Linked DNA regions of Mus musculus: all the other regions are linked to region 3. A link is a contact called in public promoter capture Hi-C data. All regions are on one chromosome and are shown on one strand. The core of a region is the stretch at or near the end of the contact, and the rest is flanking DNA. Distances in the headings are between cores, read along the strand shown. Region 1 holds the start of Tmem217 (transmembrane protein 217). Region 2 holds the start of 1810013A23Rik (RIKEN cDNA 1810013A23 gene). Region 3 holds the start of 1700030A11Rik (RIKEN cDNA 1700030A11 gene).

Evidence for each region. Promoter capture Hi-C pulls out the DNA fragments that hold promoters and counts their contacts.
Region 1: a contact with region 3 is called in a promoter capture Hi-C map of the HPC-7 cell line. The contact joins the promoter of Tmem217 here to the promoter of 1700030A11Rik in region 3. A contact is called at or near these places in 3 of 39 promoter capture datasets (the HPC-7 cell line, cranial neural crest and hematopoietic stem and progenitor cells), 2 of 115 datasets of contacts at active chromatin or transcription factors (bone marrow-derived macrophages and thymic regulatory T cells) and 1 of 9 other capture datasets (liver).
Region 2: a promoter capture Hi-C map of neutrophils shows a contact between it and region 3, with 4 times the contacts expected there. The contact joins the promoter of 1810013A23Rik here to the promoter of 1700030A11Rik in region 3. A contact is called at or near these places in 4 of 39 promoter capture datasets (the 3T3-L1 cell line, liver and neutrophils) and 1 of 115 datasets of contacts at active chromatin or transcription factors (pancreatic cancer cells).

Annotation. Positions count from the first base shown.
Region 1 is chr17:29,548,248-29,552,824 of GRCm38.p6, forward strand. It overlaps Tmem217 (transmembrane protein 217), which reads right to left and starts at 1,346. Exons shown (of 3, transcript NM_001162901.1): 1 at 1,262-1,346. Tbc1d22b (TBC1 domain family, member 22B) reads left to right here and starts at 1,555. Exons shown (of 13, transcript NM_198647.1): 1 at 1,555-1,747. The coding sequence starts at 1,692.
Region 2 is chr17:28,269,368-28,273,839 of GRCm38.p6, forward strand. It overlaps 1810013A23Rik (RIKEN cDNA 1810013A23 gene), which reads left to right and starts at 2,341. Exons shown (of 3, transcript NR_045427.1): 1 at 2,341-2,520; 2 at 2,834-2,877; 3 at 3,604-3,796. All of the region lies in intron 2 of Ppard (peroxisome proliferator activator receptor delta), which reads left to right.
Region 3 is chr17:28,903,299-28,908,318 of GRCm38.p6, forward strand. It overlaps 1700030A11Rik (RIKEN cDNA 1700030A11 gene), which reads left to right and starts at 1,967. Exons shown (of 3, transcript NR_045457.1): 1 at 1,967-2,001; 2 at 2,405-2,489; 3 at 2,706-3,473. Bnip5 (BCL2 interacting protein 5) reads right to left here. Exons shown (of 12, transcript NM_172450.3): 3 at 4,970-5,020; 4 at 2,393-2,457; 5 at 1,957-2,197; 6 at 1,218-1,352; 7 at 1-10.

The DNA.
Region 1 (4,577 bases), core at 96-2,595, 640 kb after region 3:
GTGTGTGTGTATGTGGTGTGTGTGTGTATGTGGTGTGTGTGTGTATGTGTGTTAACAACATGTATGCAATGTCCACAGAAGCCAAAAAAGGGTGTCTGATCCCTTGGATCTGGAATTTCAGGCCATTATGAGCCACCTGTTGTGGGTACTTGGGAACCGAACTCAGGTCCTCTGAAAGGGCAGCACATGCTTTTAACCCCTGGGCCACCTGTTCAGGTCTACAGTCCTAGTCTTTTAACATTAGCAAGCAAAAGAAGCCTGAAAACTGGGAGTAATGTCTATGTAAAAAGAAATCACTGAGGGACATATAGAAGGTGTTTCTTTAGGTGGGAAAAGAAGGAGCCTTGAGAATTTGCCAGTATGTTGGGCCAGCAAGATGGCTCAATGGGTATAGGGGCTTACAGCCAGTCTTGACGACCTGAGTTCGGTGAGAAGAGAAAACTGAAGTTCTCCTTTGACCTCTCTCTCTCTCTCTCTCTCTCTCTCTCTCTCTCTCTCTCTCCTCTCTCTCTCTCTCTCACACACACACACACACTGAATAAATGTAATGTATTTTTCAATATTTAGAAACCCTAGGGTGTTAGTACAGAGATGGATTGAGCAGTAGCTCGCACATATCCACAGTTCCTTGTCTGAACAAACATTTCTTCGGAGTAGAAAAAGGAAGTACCCTCCATCTTCCCCCAAATGTCCCAGAACACACTCAAAAAAGAGAGGTAGTCATTAACATGACACCCAAAGGAGACAACATGCTAAAATTAGATCTCATTTTGAGTCAAAATTAGATTGAAAAATGAATCTATAGATGGAAGATTTATAGCCAGTTAATAAAGGAGTTGAGGATATTGGGGGTACATCCTTCATCTTCCTGATTGTTGCCATGGGGATGAACAACGTCCCTAGAGAAAATGCTACTTGGAGGATAAATTAGTATTTCCTAAGCATGACTTCTCAGTATCTGGATCCTCATAACCAGAAAGAGTCAGACCCGAAGAAGGGATTACATCACGAAGTTCAGTTAGCGGAAGAAAGGGGGAGTCTGATAAATCAACTGCTACTCATACAACAGTTACCCGCACTGGGGTATGGCCGGAACTGTCCTCTGCGAAACTAGGACCATAAGGGAACAAGGCGGGGGTGGGGGGGTGGGGGGGTAACCACCCTGGGTGCCATTGAGGTGAGGGACATTAAAAAATGTTCATTATTACATGAGGCCTTCCTTTAAAGACTAATGTATACAAATGTTATGGTTTCTCCTTACCCCTCTCCACCAAGACAACCCCAGAACCTCAGCCCATCAAAGGCAACAGTCCCATCTACTTCTTCCTCGCAGTACCTGGTTCTCTGCCTCCGGGGAGTAGGAACTTTCAGCCCCGCCTTCCTGCCCATCTAAGCCCCGCCTCCCCGGCCCACCTGTGTGCCCAGCCCCTGACGTTGCCGCGGGCCTTCAGCGGCCCGCAGGATCCGGGATCCTCATTGGTCCATCCGCCCACCGGCCTGCTCAGCCCACCAATGGCAACGGTGTTGGGCGGGGGGAGTGCCCACATCCAAGATGGCGCCCCCAGGAGCTGGGAGCGGGTGACCGGCGGCGGGGAAGCGGCCTGGGCTGGCCCTCAGATTGCGGGGTCCCGGGGGCCTGTCGCGGGGCCCCCCCGTGACCCACCGACCAGGCCTTCCCCCGGGCCGGAGAGATGGCCGCCGAGAACAGCAAGCAGTTCTGGAAGAGGAGCGCCAAGCTACCGGGGAGGTGAGCCCAGGACGCTGAGGGGAGTGGGGATTGGACCCAAAGCCTTCCAGATCCTGGTCCCTGAATCCCTCCGTCTTGGGGTACCCCCGAGGCCGGAGGGCTGGTGTCGGAGTAGCCCAGGCTGGAGCAGCTGTCAATCAGAGGAGCCTGGCCAGCTTGGGTGTGGGGTGCAGACTGGGGTCTGGGGGCGGGGAACCTCAGCTGGGAGGTGTCAGGGGACCAGTGTGAGGGGCAGTGGAGTTGGGCGAGTTGCCATTGTCAGCGTAGCCGTGGAGGGCCACCTGCAGACCGCTTCCGACTTTCTACAGAACTCCTTAGGGGTCTCCAACAGCATGGGTGGCTGCTTGCATGAGGGTTGGTGGCCCCATGGCCTTGGTTCCCAGCCCATCATCACATTCCTGTCTTCCCTTGGACTCCCAAAGGGGTTCTGATAGGAGAGCCTGGGCCAGGCCTGCAGGGGTATGAGCAAGACAGGGGAGGGGGAATTCTCAAGCCTGACCTTACTCTGTCTTGAGTTGGTCCTTTCTTTTGAGAAATTATTACAGGGTGGCCGCAGGGTGGAGAATAAGTTATTCCTTCTGGCATCCCGGAGAAGTGATGATTTTTCAGTGTGGATGCATTAAGTTCTTTTATTCTTGTTTTGTTGGAGAGCAGACCTTTCAAGCAACTTATTCCCTTAGTGTTTCTTTCTCTTGTTAGTGTATGTTGACACTGAGCAATTGTCTCTCAGTCAGGCTGCCTTTTGGTTTACTGGTTCCGTTTGTTTTGGGTGATGTCCTGAAAAATGAAAGCCCTATGTGTTTCACTACTGAATTTAAGATTTCTGCCAGCCACAGGCTGCTTGGTGTTAAGAGTTTGTGTCTGGTCACCGCCCTCATGAGTTCTATCCTTAGTGATTTTCCTGTTAAGTCTTTTTTTGTTCAGGTGTAGTCCTTTGACCTGTGACCTCGCACTCTTCCCTTCCTCCTTTCCCTCTCTCTCTCCCCTCTTTCCCATTCTCTCTCCTCCTTCTCTTCCCCTCCCCCTCCCTCTCCTCTTTCTCCCCCTCTTCCGTTCTCTCTTCACACTGTTGAAGACACTCTGCCACTGAGTTACACACAGCCCTCGCCCCCTTCTTCAAGCGAAAGAGAAACTGAGAGTCAGCATTGGCTGTGTAACTTTTCTGAGCTGTCATTACACACGTGGAGAAAGTTGAGGGACCAGGTTTTAGCAATGTGTGCTAATATAATAGCAGGGGAGGCAAAGCTAGCTTTGGGTTGAAGTGCTGTGGGGCTAGGGTGTTCACACATTGAACAGTGACACTGTGTTTTTAGATAAGCTCCGCTTCCTGCCACAGATTTCTTTTCCTTCCTGCTTGAGTGAGCTCTCCAGCTGCGTGGACTGCTCTTCTCTGGGAGTTTGCTCTGGAGGGGTCATTTCATTTTGATATCCTAAGATAACGATCATTGGGAAAATGGTGACGTCAGGAAGCAGGGGTGAGGACAATGGGCGATGGATGGTCTTTGTGCCTTTGGACTGCCAGATGTGGTGTATTAATGGCCTTTTGTCTTTTTCTTCTACTGGCCTACAGGAAGTCAACTTTTTAAAAGTACCACTTTAAATAATTATATTTATTCATCTACTTAATCAGTGTGTGTGTGTGTGTGTGTGTGTGTGTGTGTATGTGTGTGTGTATGCCACAGTGCTCACGTAGAGGTCAGAGGACAATTTACAGGAGTCAGTTCTCTGCTTCCACCCCGTGGATCTCAGGGCTTGAACTCAGGTCATCAGGCTTAGCCGCAAGCATCGTTATCTGCTGAGCCTTTTTGATGGCCCAAAAGCATTGCTTTTGCTAGCTAGGAGGATTCTTCAGTTTCTTCAAATCTCTGGCTTCCTTTTTCATTTTGAAACATAGAGCCACAGAGGCAAGAATCTTGGAGTCCAGGTCACCACCATTTATCATTATTATTATCATTACCATTGTCATCGTCATCATCATTGACATCGTCCTTCAGATTCTCTGATCTGTAGGACTCACAATCTATTTAAGCTTCAGTTTCCTATGAAGTGGGGACTAAAAACTCTTCCCTCAGAATTCCCCGAAGGCTAACCAAAATGCCCTATTTGTAAAGAACCCAGGACAGTGTTTATTTAGTACACTGTACTTGCTCTATAAATAGTCATTATTAATTGTCCTCTTGTTATTAGAGCAAGCAGACATTTAAAAGGATGTGTCTCAGCTCCCCAGAGCTAGTTATTTGTCTCCTTTATTATAGAGGCATAAAAATGTTGCCATGATCCATAAACCCTGACCCATACCTTGCCTGGTGAGGGCGGTGTTGTCTCCTGTACACTCTTGGCAGAGAGTCCCAGACAGCTTGGGGCTGTGGGGAGAAGCTGGTGTTGGTTCCCATAGAAGGTGCTTTGGTTCCAGAACAGAACTTTGATGTCTGAACTCTTTTGAGTGTGGAGATGGCCGAGCATGTGCTGGGTCCTCAGAGATGTAGAGAGCTACTTTTCTCTTCTTTGCAGTTTGAAAGGTGAGAAAAGTCCAAGTTGTAACCGGTTACTTTCAGTTTCTTTGATCATGACAGAGTGACTTTAGCGACAGCAAGTAGAGATCTTGTTAGAGTAGCCTAAGTTCAAAAAACAAAAAACAAACAAAAAACCAAAATAACCCAAGTGGGCGGAAGAGATGGCTCAGTGGTTAAGAGCACTGGCTGCTCTTCCAGAGGTCCTGAGTTCAATTCCCAGCAGCCAGGAGTTCGCAAGCATCCATAATGGAGCTGATATCCTCTTCTGTCATGCAGGTGTACATGCAGATAGAGCACCCATCTACATAAAAATACAC
Region 2 (4,472 bases), core at 1,091-3,590, 630 kb before region 3:
ATGAGCCACATAAGAAAGGGCAGGAAGAGCACACAGGCAGAGCACCCATGCTTAGGTCTCAGTCCCCTCTGGGCAGTCTTGAACTCGCCTTTGGTCAGCACATGCCTGCTCTGTACCCACCACTTGGGGAGCTTGTGGGAAACGAGGGTACCCAGCACTTGTCCTCCGAGGGCCTCACACATACACAGCATTAAGCAAAGCTTGCTGATGGTGACTGGTCAGGAGCGCTGTCAGCTCTTCCAGGGGCATTGGGATTGCTCTGGTGGGGACTGGACACTCAGGACCTCTCCAGGGTTCTGGAAGGGGTCACCATCACCCCTTGGCAACAGACACCTATGGTGACTTCAGGTGTGCCTGTGGTCACACCCCAGGCAGCCAAATGCATGTCAGATGCGTTAGCAAGCAGACGTGGGAAGAGCTGTGGATGGGGAGGCGGAGGCTTATCTAAGGAAGTGGTGGCCAAGCCCATGTCTGACGGATGAGGAGGCATAAGTCAGAGTGAGTAGTGGCTGAGGTGGCCCAGGCAGAAAGAGCTGCCTCAGTGGATGCCTCAGGGTAGGGAGCGCCCTACTGCTGGGTTTAAGATGTCAGGCCCTCTGCTTCTCCACTGACTTTGCCGACCTCTGGTGCTCTCTCTCTTTCTTCTGTCTCTTTCCACTCCGATTTAACTTACCTTATACTTACTGGTGTTTTGCCTGCATGTGTATCAGCATCATGTGTATGCAGTACTGCGTGAAAGCCAGAGGGGGTGTCAGATCTTCTTGGAACTGTAGTTAGAGACCGTGCAAGCGCTGGGGATGGAGCCTGAGGGTTAGTGCTCTTAACCACTGAGCCATCCGAGGTCTCCCCTCCGAAGTCCAACCTCAGAGTTAGGTTCACGTGTTATACCTGGGATCCAAGGCCACGGCCTGCGCCTTATCTGAGAGCTGGATGCCTCAGCGAGGTGCGGCTCACTGGCTCTGCCTGCCCCACTAGCCCTCCTGCTTGGCCTTTCCCACCTTGCCAGCGTTCATTCTTCTGCAGGCTCTGCTTCCTGTGTGGTCTCCTCACACAGCTGTTGGTGCCTGGGTCAGTGTGTTTACACATGCTCAGCACCCACGCCGGGCCAGGAAGTGACTCTACCTGAGGAGGACTCTGGCTGCTGTGCGTGCGTGCCTGCGGGAGCCTGCCCCTGGAGCCACATAAGAAAGGGCCTAAAGGACTGCAGGTTCCCAGCAGTCCCTGGCTGTCAGGATTTGGGAACAAGGAACAGAAATTTCCAGAAACCCTTCAATTTATAAATTATTCTGTGTCTTTCACACAGAATTTTAAAGGAATGTTTTCACTTTATGAATTTTAAAAGAAAAAAAACTGACTTTTCCTGCTTCCTTCATTTTTTGATGCCTGAGACAAAGGAGGGTCTCAGGCTCCAGATCTTCCCATATCTCTGTGCTGATAATGGCGTTTCAGGCACGGGGCCCCACACGCTCGTTTTAATTTAATTTTCTGATATGAAGTGTGAAGGCCTAAGTTCCATTTCCAGAGCCTGCACTAAAAGCTTGGCTGTGCACCTGCGAGCGCAGCACGGGGAGGTGGAGAGAGATGGGTCTCTGGGGCATACCGGCCAGCCTAGCCTGCTCACCAGCCTCCAGACCTGTGAGAAACCTTGTCTCAGAGGCGGGAGGTTGCTTTCCCTAGGAGGCCTGCCACCTGCAGGTTCAGGAAAGATCGTGGGTTCCCAGCCAGCCAGGACTATAGAATGGAAATCCCATTGTATAGAAGGCACCTAAAGGCCATGCCTTTAGTACCAGCAGAGGCCTGGAAGGACTGACCTCTGCGTGTGCGAGCCACTGGCGACCATCACTCCCATGTCATGAGTAATGGCAGTTAAGAAACGTTTTTTTTGTGAGCCGGGTGTGGTAGTGCACGCCTTTAATCCCAGCACTTGGGAGGCAGAGGCAGGCGGATTTCTGAGTTTGAGGCCAGCCTGGTCTACAAAGTGAGCTCCAGGACAGCCAGGACTACACAGAGAAACCCTGTCTCAAAAAACCAAAAAAAAAAAAAAAAAAAAAAAAAGAAAGAAGCGTTTTGTGATGAACCTTCAGAACCAGTATTCCTGGGTTTGGGACCACTCAACCCTGCTGCCTCTTCGCATGACTGTAACAGCACTTCCGGACCCGAGGCTGCGTGAGATTGAGCTCCCAGGCCAGGCCACTCTGCTCATGAGCCAAGCTTACTTGTGTTTGGGGACAGTCTTGCCTTGTCCCTGTGCCAGTCCTACCTCTGATGTGGTTGGCCAGCACTAAGGTCACTCCAGTACAGGGCTCCCAGGACACCACACCCTGTGTTTCCCAGCGCCCTGTGCACCTGGCAGTCTCAGGTAGAAAGCAGGCCCTCCGCTGGGCTAGCTGCAGGCCCCCTGCCTGCTCTCAGCCTCTTTTAGAGGGAAGGCTGTGTCCAAGGTATCCTGCAGGCACCCTTCCAACCCCCACCTACTCCCTCGGGGACGTGCAGGCTGTAAGGAGCAGACTGTGAGCCATGGTAAGGTCAGTGCCTAGGGTTCCCAAGCTGGCCTGTGAATCCCAGGTAGATAAGGAAGGCCCTGCCTCGATCTGGACTCCTGGGGAAGAGAGAAGCAGGAAGCTTCAGTGGGGAAAGGTGCGGAAGGCCTTGCCAAGCAGGTTATGGTGGGTGGGGAGCTACCACCTGCTGTAGCCCCAGGATTTGGGTGGAGACTGTGGTAGAGGCCTCCAGAAAAGAGGGCTGGGCAGCTGAGTGCCGAGTGGCCCGGGACTGGCTGAGTGGCCTCTGCTGCGGCGGCCCACAGCCAGCCCACAGACCTGTCTCTATCCAGTTTGCAGCATCCGCATCCTCAAGGAAGCCGCTCCTGAGCCCTGGGTGAGTAGAGAGGACTCTGTCCCTAGCACTCCTCGGTGTCCTCCAGAGCATTTATTGTTGAGAAGTCGGTGGCTAGGGCTGAATCAGTTTGTTGTCTTTCCTGTCTGGGCCACCTTGTCCTCTGCCTATTGCCACAGCACCAAGACAGTCAGCTCTCTGGGCGTTCCGAGTGCCTGTTCTGTGCTGTCCTCCCTCTTCGGCCTCCCGGGAAGCTCATGAGTTGGAGGCCAAGGCCGGAGAGTCCTGGCAAGGAACAGGTTGCTCTGTGCAGGCTGGGGAAAGTGCTGGGATGTCTTCCCCTGGCTCATGGCCACCTCAGAGCCTGCATTTCAGCACTCCTGAATGAACCAGTGTTTACAGGTTGTCCCTGTCACCAGTGTAACATCTGGTGCACAGAGGCATGTGTCCTCGGCATTCTGTGTCGAGCCGGTTCCTTGCTTGTGAGGTGAAGGAGCCCAGTGTGACCTGAGTGTGTGAGGTGTACTGTCCTGTTAATGTGGTGTGCAGGTGTCACCCCTGTAGCCTGCTTCCGGCGTTATTTCTCTGTCACATCCGCAGACCCCCTCCTGAGTGAGCGTGCAGGCTGCCAAGGGAATCTGGGGGATCCTAGCGGGTAGATCTGTGGAGGGCATGGTTGGGCTCCCATCTCTAGAGTGCTCTACTAGGGCAGGGAGAGCCCATCTGCTCCGCTGCCTCTCCACTCAACCGCTTTGTCCCTTTTCTCAGGGACCAGGAAAGCCTTGGGGACTTCCTGCTTTCCAGAGCTGAGTGAAGCAGCCCTTATCTGGAACTCGAAAGCCCCAGGAGGTGTGTGCTCAGAAGCAAACAGAGGCTGACCTGAGGCTTCCTTACGTCAGCACCCTCCTCAACTGCTCCTGGGAGCTTAGCCGATGCTTTTCTTTAAAGTTCTTACTTATGTACATTTGTTTGTTTGTTTGTTTGTTTGTTTGTTGTTATCTCTGTGTGTGCCTGTGCCCATGTATGATGGTCAGAGCACAGCTTGTAGGAAAGAGTCTGTTCTCTCCTTCTACCATGTGGGCTCACTTCAGGGCACCACCAGGCTTGATGGCAAGTGCCATGTGTCATGCCCTACCTACTGAGTCACCTCATAGGCAGAGCTTCAAGCTTCACTTCTTCACTCAGTACCAGCATGCCTGTGTGATGTCAGCATGCCTGTGTGATGTCAGCATGCCCGTGTGATGTCAGCAGGTCCATAATGCCAGAGATAGGAGGATCAGGAGTTCAGTGTTATCCTTGGTGAATTCAAAGCTGGACTGAGCTGCATGAGACTATATGAGTCAATCTCCTCTCTCTCCCTCTCTCCCTCTCTCCCTCGCTCCCTCTTTCCGAGACTGGCTCTCACCATGTAACTCTGGCTGGCCTGGAACTCTCTATACAGACCAGGCTAGCCTTGAATTCACAGAGATCCCCCTGCCACAGCCTCCCAAGTGCTAGGATTTCAGTTGTGCACCACTATGCCTAGCCAGCATGAGACTTTCAAGAAATCAAAGTTAAAATAGGGATGGAGCGATGGCTCAGAGCTTGAGGTCAGTTATTACTCCTGCAGAGGACCCAAGTTCGAGTCCCAGCACCCC
Region 3 (5,020 bases), core at 717-3,216:
CTGAATTCTCCTACGAAAAGGACAGGGTTCCTTACAAAGGCCTCTGAGGTCGGGGCCAGGTCCACACACCCCAGCTTTTCTGTTGTCTCTCTTTTCTTTCCATGTGCATTCTGGAGTGCAAACTTTAAGGGCTGTGCTATCTCTCCAGCATCCTTTGCCTCCCCCGAAGCGGTTTAAAGCGTCTCCAGATGTTAGACAGTATTTTAGATCCAGGCTTGGTTCTGTCAACAATAAACTGATAACTGTGGGGACTGGAGAGATGGCTCAGCGGTTAAGAGTACCGACTGCTTTTCCAGAGGTCCTGAGTTCAATTCCCAGAAACCACATGGTGCCTCACAGCCATCTATAATGGGATCTGATGCCCTCTTCTGGTATGTCTGAAGACAGCTACAGTGTAGTGATATAAAATAAATAAGTAAATCTTAAAAAAAAAAAAAAAACAACTGATGGGGCTGCAGAGATGGCTCAGAGGTTAGGAGCACTGACTGCTCTTCCAGAGGTCTTGAGTTCAATTCCCAGCAACCACATGGTGGCTCACAACCATCTCTAATGGGATCTGATGCCCTCTTCTGGTGTGACTGAGAAACGTGACAGTATACTCACATACATAAAATAAGTAAATAAATAAATCTTTAAAAAAAAAAAAAAACCCGGGCAGTGGTGGCGCAAGCCTTTAATCCCAGCACTTGGGAGGCAGAGGCAGGCAGATTTCTGAGTTCGAGGCCAACCTGGTCTACAGAGTGAGTTCCAGGACAGCCAGGACTATGCAGAGAAATCCTGTCTCGAACAAAAACAAATAATAATAATAATAAAACCGATAACTGTATGGAAACCTCCCTTCTGTGTTCTCAGCCCCTTCCTGGCACCACGGCAGCTCTCAGCCGCCCACCTAACGGCAATAACCACGCTCGGTAGCAACACAACCTGTTGGCTGACAGGCCGACCCTGCTATACCTTACAGGCAGTCATTCAATTAGAACTTCCAGCAAATCTCAAGGTCCAGCCTTGCAAAATGGGGAAACTGAGGCTAACGGGTGAAATGTGCTGTCTCCACAGCCCGAGGCCTCCCACAGAGAGACTGAAATAGGCCTTGGCCTCCCTCGCTCTGCCTCAACTTGCCCTTTCCAAATGGCAGAGTCTAGACAGATGGGCTATTTGCTGGAGGTGGGGGGGTAGGGGTGGCGGAGGGGGGTGTTTCTGAGGGGCAAGGGACTAACTGGATTCGGAGGCTCTGTCCAGCAGTGGCTTCTCCTCGGGTCCCTGAAATATGGCAGCTGGTGTGTGGAGCTCAGAGGGATGGGAGCCTCCACCATCTACAGACGGGACCTCTTGGAACTCAGGCGCCTCCAAGTCTGGGAAGCAGAAAGTCACAGTCAGTGTGTGTGTCAGCCACGCCCAGCAACCTGAGCCTGGGCAGGTGCCAGTGTACGCCACCCGTGGGCTCTGCAAGGCTTGCAAGGCTATGCCGGGTCTGGGGCTCTGTTTGCGGACCCCGACCATGCTCTCTGCATGAAAAGAACTGTCTTTCCTTGGCTTCTCTTTTTCTTTCCATGGGGTTTCCTTACCTAGCCGCTGTTTTCGGTTGGTCCACTAGGGGGCAGAAGGTGCCTGGCTCCGTGCCACGAATGAAGAAGAGCCATGGCCTAAACCGCCTTGCATGAAAATCTCTCCTCTTATGACCCCAAATCCACGCTCTCCTGACAACGGTGTCATACAAGTCTAGCCCCCATCCACCCTAACGCCCACGAAGAGCCAACGAGACCAGCCCTTCTCCCTCCGGCTCTGGCTCTGAGGGATCCCACTTGTACCCAAGTGAGACCATGTGGAGGGGAAAAGCTTTGATCTCTTCTCCATCTCCATCCTCCCTACACTGCTCAAGGCATAGTGTGGGCATCAGAAAGATTCCAGAGCAGGAGGCAGCTGCAGTTGCTATGGCAACTGCTAGAGCCTGCTTACCAAGGCTGCTGGAGGTGGAAGCTCGCTGGCTACTAACACACAGGGGTAGGAAGCTGGGCCTCTTGGGCCGGGTTTCTGGGCCCAGGGTAGTGGCTGTGCCGACTCTCTTGGGTTCCTCAGAGGCAGGCTTCTTGAGGGATAAGACTCTCTTCAGGCTGGACTTCTTCTCCTGGGATTTCTTCCTGGGGAGTGGCGTTGGCTTTCGTGGAGGAACCGCTTCTGGCTGAGGGATTTGCACTTGCTGTGGGGAGGAGAAAGAAACTGGGTTAGATCCCTGGCCTTGAGGAGAGGCGAAAGGCAACCCCAGACAGGGCCGACCCAGAGCGGGAGGTGGCTTCTGGAATTAGGGAGTGGGGCTAACTGGACGGGGAGGCGGGGCACGAACCGGGAGCTGCAGCAGCTCTGCAGGCGCTCTCTGATGCCTGCGCCTCCTCACCTCTTCTTCCAGTTGGTCTCCAGCTTTCTTGAGCAATTCCACAATCTGCCAGATGACATCATCCTCTGCAAGAGAGCATGGGTCCCACCACTCCTAGGTATGCAGACAGTATCCAGATCTGGACTCCCAGGGAGAACGAAACCAGCCTGGATCCCTCAGGATTGAGGTTCCCCAATACCCAAAGACCCTCCCATCCCCCCCCAATACCCAAAGACCCTCTCATCCCCCACCATCCTGACTGAATATGGGAAAGTATTTTTGAGGCAAAGTATGACTTTTTAAATGTGTTAATTTTTTATAATTCAATTATTAGGGAGAAGAGAAACACATGTGGCGATCAGAGGATATCTCTCGGAAGCCAGTTCTCTCCTTTTATTATATGGGTCCCAGGAATCAAACTCACATCATCGGGGCTTGCTGGAACATGCCTTTACCCTCTGAGCCATCTCACAGCCCAAAGCATGATGTTTTATGCAGGGATTTAAGGCCCGATGTCCACCTGCCCTGTCAACTGAGCTTTCTAGATCTGGGAACTTTGAATTGGTAGTGGCTAAATCACTTTCCCCTCCGGATCTTTACAGCTTTCCCTGCGAAATATGGGTCACAATCTCTCATGGGCTGTCAGGACATCAAACAAAGGAGCAGGAGTTAGAAACATTTCCCAAGGCTGATTCCAAGTCTTCCAGCCCCACATAATAACAGGTCCCTATCCTAAGGCACAGAGAGGACATCAGCTGGCGCTCCACAGGTCACACTGGACCTGCCCCATGGCTGCTTCCACTACTCCTCACACCAGAACATTTCCTTGGGTGGCTTGTTTTGCCTTACACAAGGGTGATGTGCCCACTCCACTAGCTGCACCCCAAAGGTCTGTTTGCATGAAATGTCAAACTAACAAGCGACTCTGCCCCCGGCTTCCTGTTTCCTGACACTATCTACAGTTCATTTTCCTCTCAGGCAAGGCAATGGTAAAGTAAATACCTTACAAACTGGCCACAGAAATGCCTTTCCATCCCTTGCATACCCTGCCTTTAAAAATGCCGCCCTCGTTTTTAGACAATTAAATGAAGAGGGTATTGTGAGGTGTTCTGATTGTGTATGAGGTTGGACGCACTACTGAGAGACGGGTGTTTAAGTCTGTATGGATGAAGCTTCGTTTTATTCCCTGTAATTCTGCAAGAAGATTCAGAGCACACTGAAGGCTCCTCACTGTGGCCGTTGGACAGTTCTTTCCATTTTTCCATGTAGCTGCCTTGTTTAGTTAAGCCCAAGACCTTTTACCTGCTAACACAGGGTCCCTGTCTAACTACACCTTTAGTCTCTATTCAATAGATAGGTGGTAGGTATAATAGATAGATAAAGATAGACATAATAGATGAATGGATAGATAAGATGATAGATTAGATAGGTTAGATAGATAAGATATAAATATATAAAATAGAATTGGTGATAGATAATAGATGGGTGGATGGATAGATGGATGGATGGATGGATGGATGGATGGATGAATAGATAGATAGATAGATAGATAGATAGATAGATAGATAGATAGATAGATGGATGGATAGATGATAGATAGACTAGATGATAGATTAGATAGAATAGATGAAATAGGTAGATAGGCTAGATAAATAGATGACAGATTAGATAGATGATAGATGGATAGATAGATGACAGATAGATAAATAGATAGATAGATAAATAGATAAATAGGGTCTCATGTAGCTCCAAGTGGCCTCTGATTCACTACATAGCAGATAATCTTGAACCAATCCTCTTGCCTCCACCTCCCCAGTGCTGGGATTACACGTGTACACTACCACAACCCAATTACACAATGCTGGGGATTTTTTTTTTTAAAGAGGGAACTTTTTTTTTTTTTTAGATTTATTTATTTATTATATGTAAGTACATTGTAGCTGTCTTCAGACACACCAGAAGAGGGCATCCAATCTCATTACAGATGGTTGTGAGCCACCATGTGGTTGCTGGGATTTGAACTCAGGACCTTTTGAAGAGCAGTCAGTGTTCTTACCTGCTGAGCCATCTCTCCAGCCCCAATGCTGGGGATCTAATGCCAGCTTCCTGATGCCAGGCAAGGGCTGTGCAAACTGAGGTGCATCCCTGCTCTGTCTCCTACATATTTCAAGATATATTTTAAGAAATTGAAGGCCAAGTGTGGTGGCGAATGCCTTTAATCCCAGCACTTGGGAGGCAGAGGCAGGTGGATTTCTGAATTCAAGGCCAGCCTGGTCTAAAAGTGAGTTCCAGGACAGCCAGGGCTATACAGAGAAATCCTGTCTCGAAAAACCAAAAAAAAAAAAAAAAAAAAAAAAGAAAAAGAAAAAGAAATTGAAAGCAAAGCCACGTTGCCATGGTCACAGAAGCAGGAGCACTTGCCAGCAGCCTTTCTGCTGCCTCAGCCTCTCTCCTGCTAGACTCTAAAATAAGTTCACAATGCCAGAAGCAGCAGGACAGGCAAGACAGATCCGCACGCACGTGTGCACTGAACAAGCCCTCTAGTCTGGTGCAGACTCCCACCCACAAGGAAAGAAAGATGCTAGGATTCGGACTCACGGTCAGGCTTCCTGGGGTCCTCTTCTAATGGAGGACCTGAGGCTTGGCCAA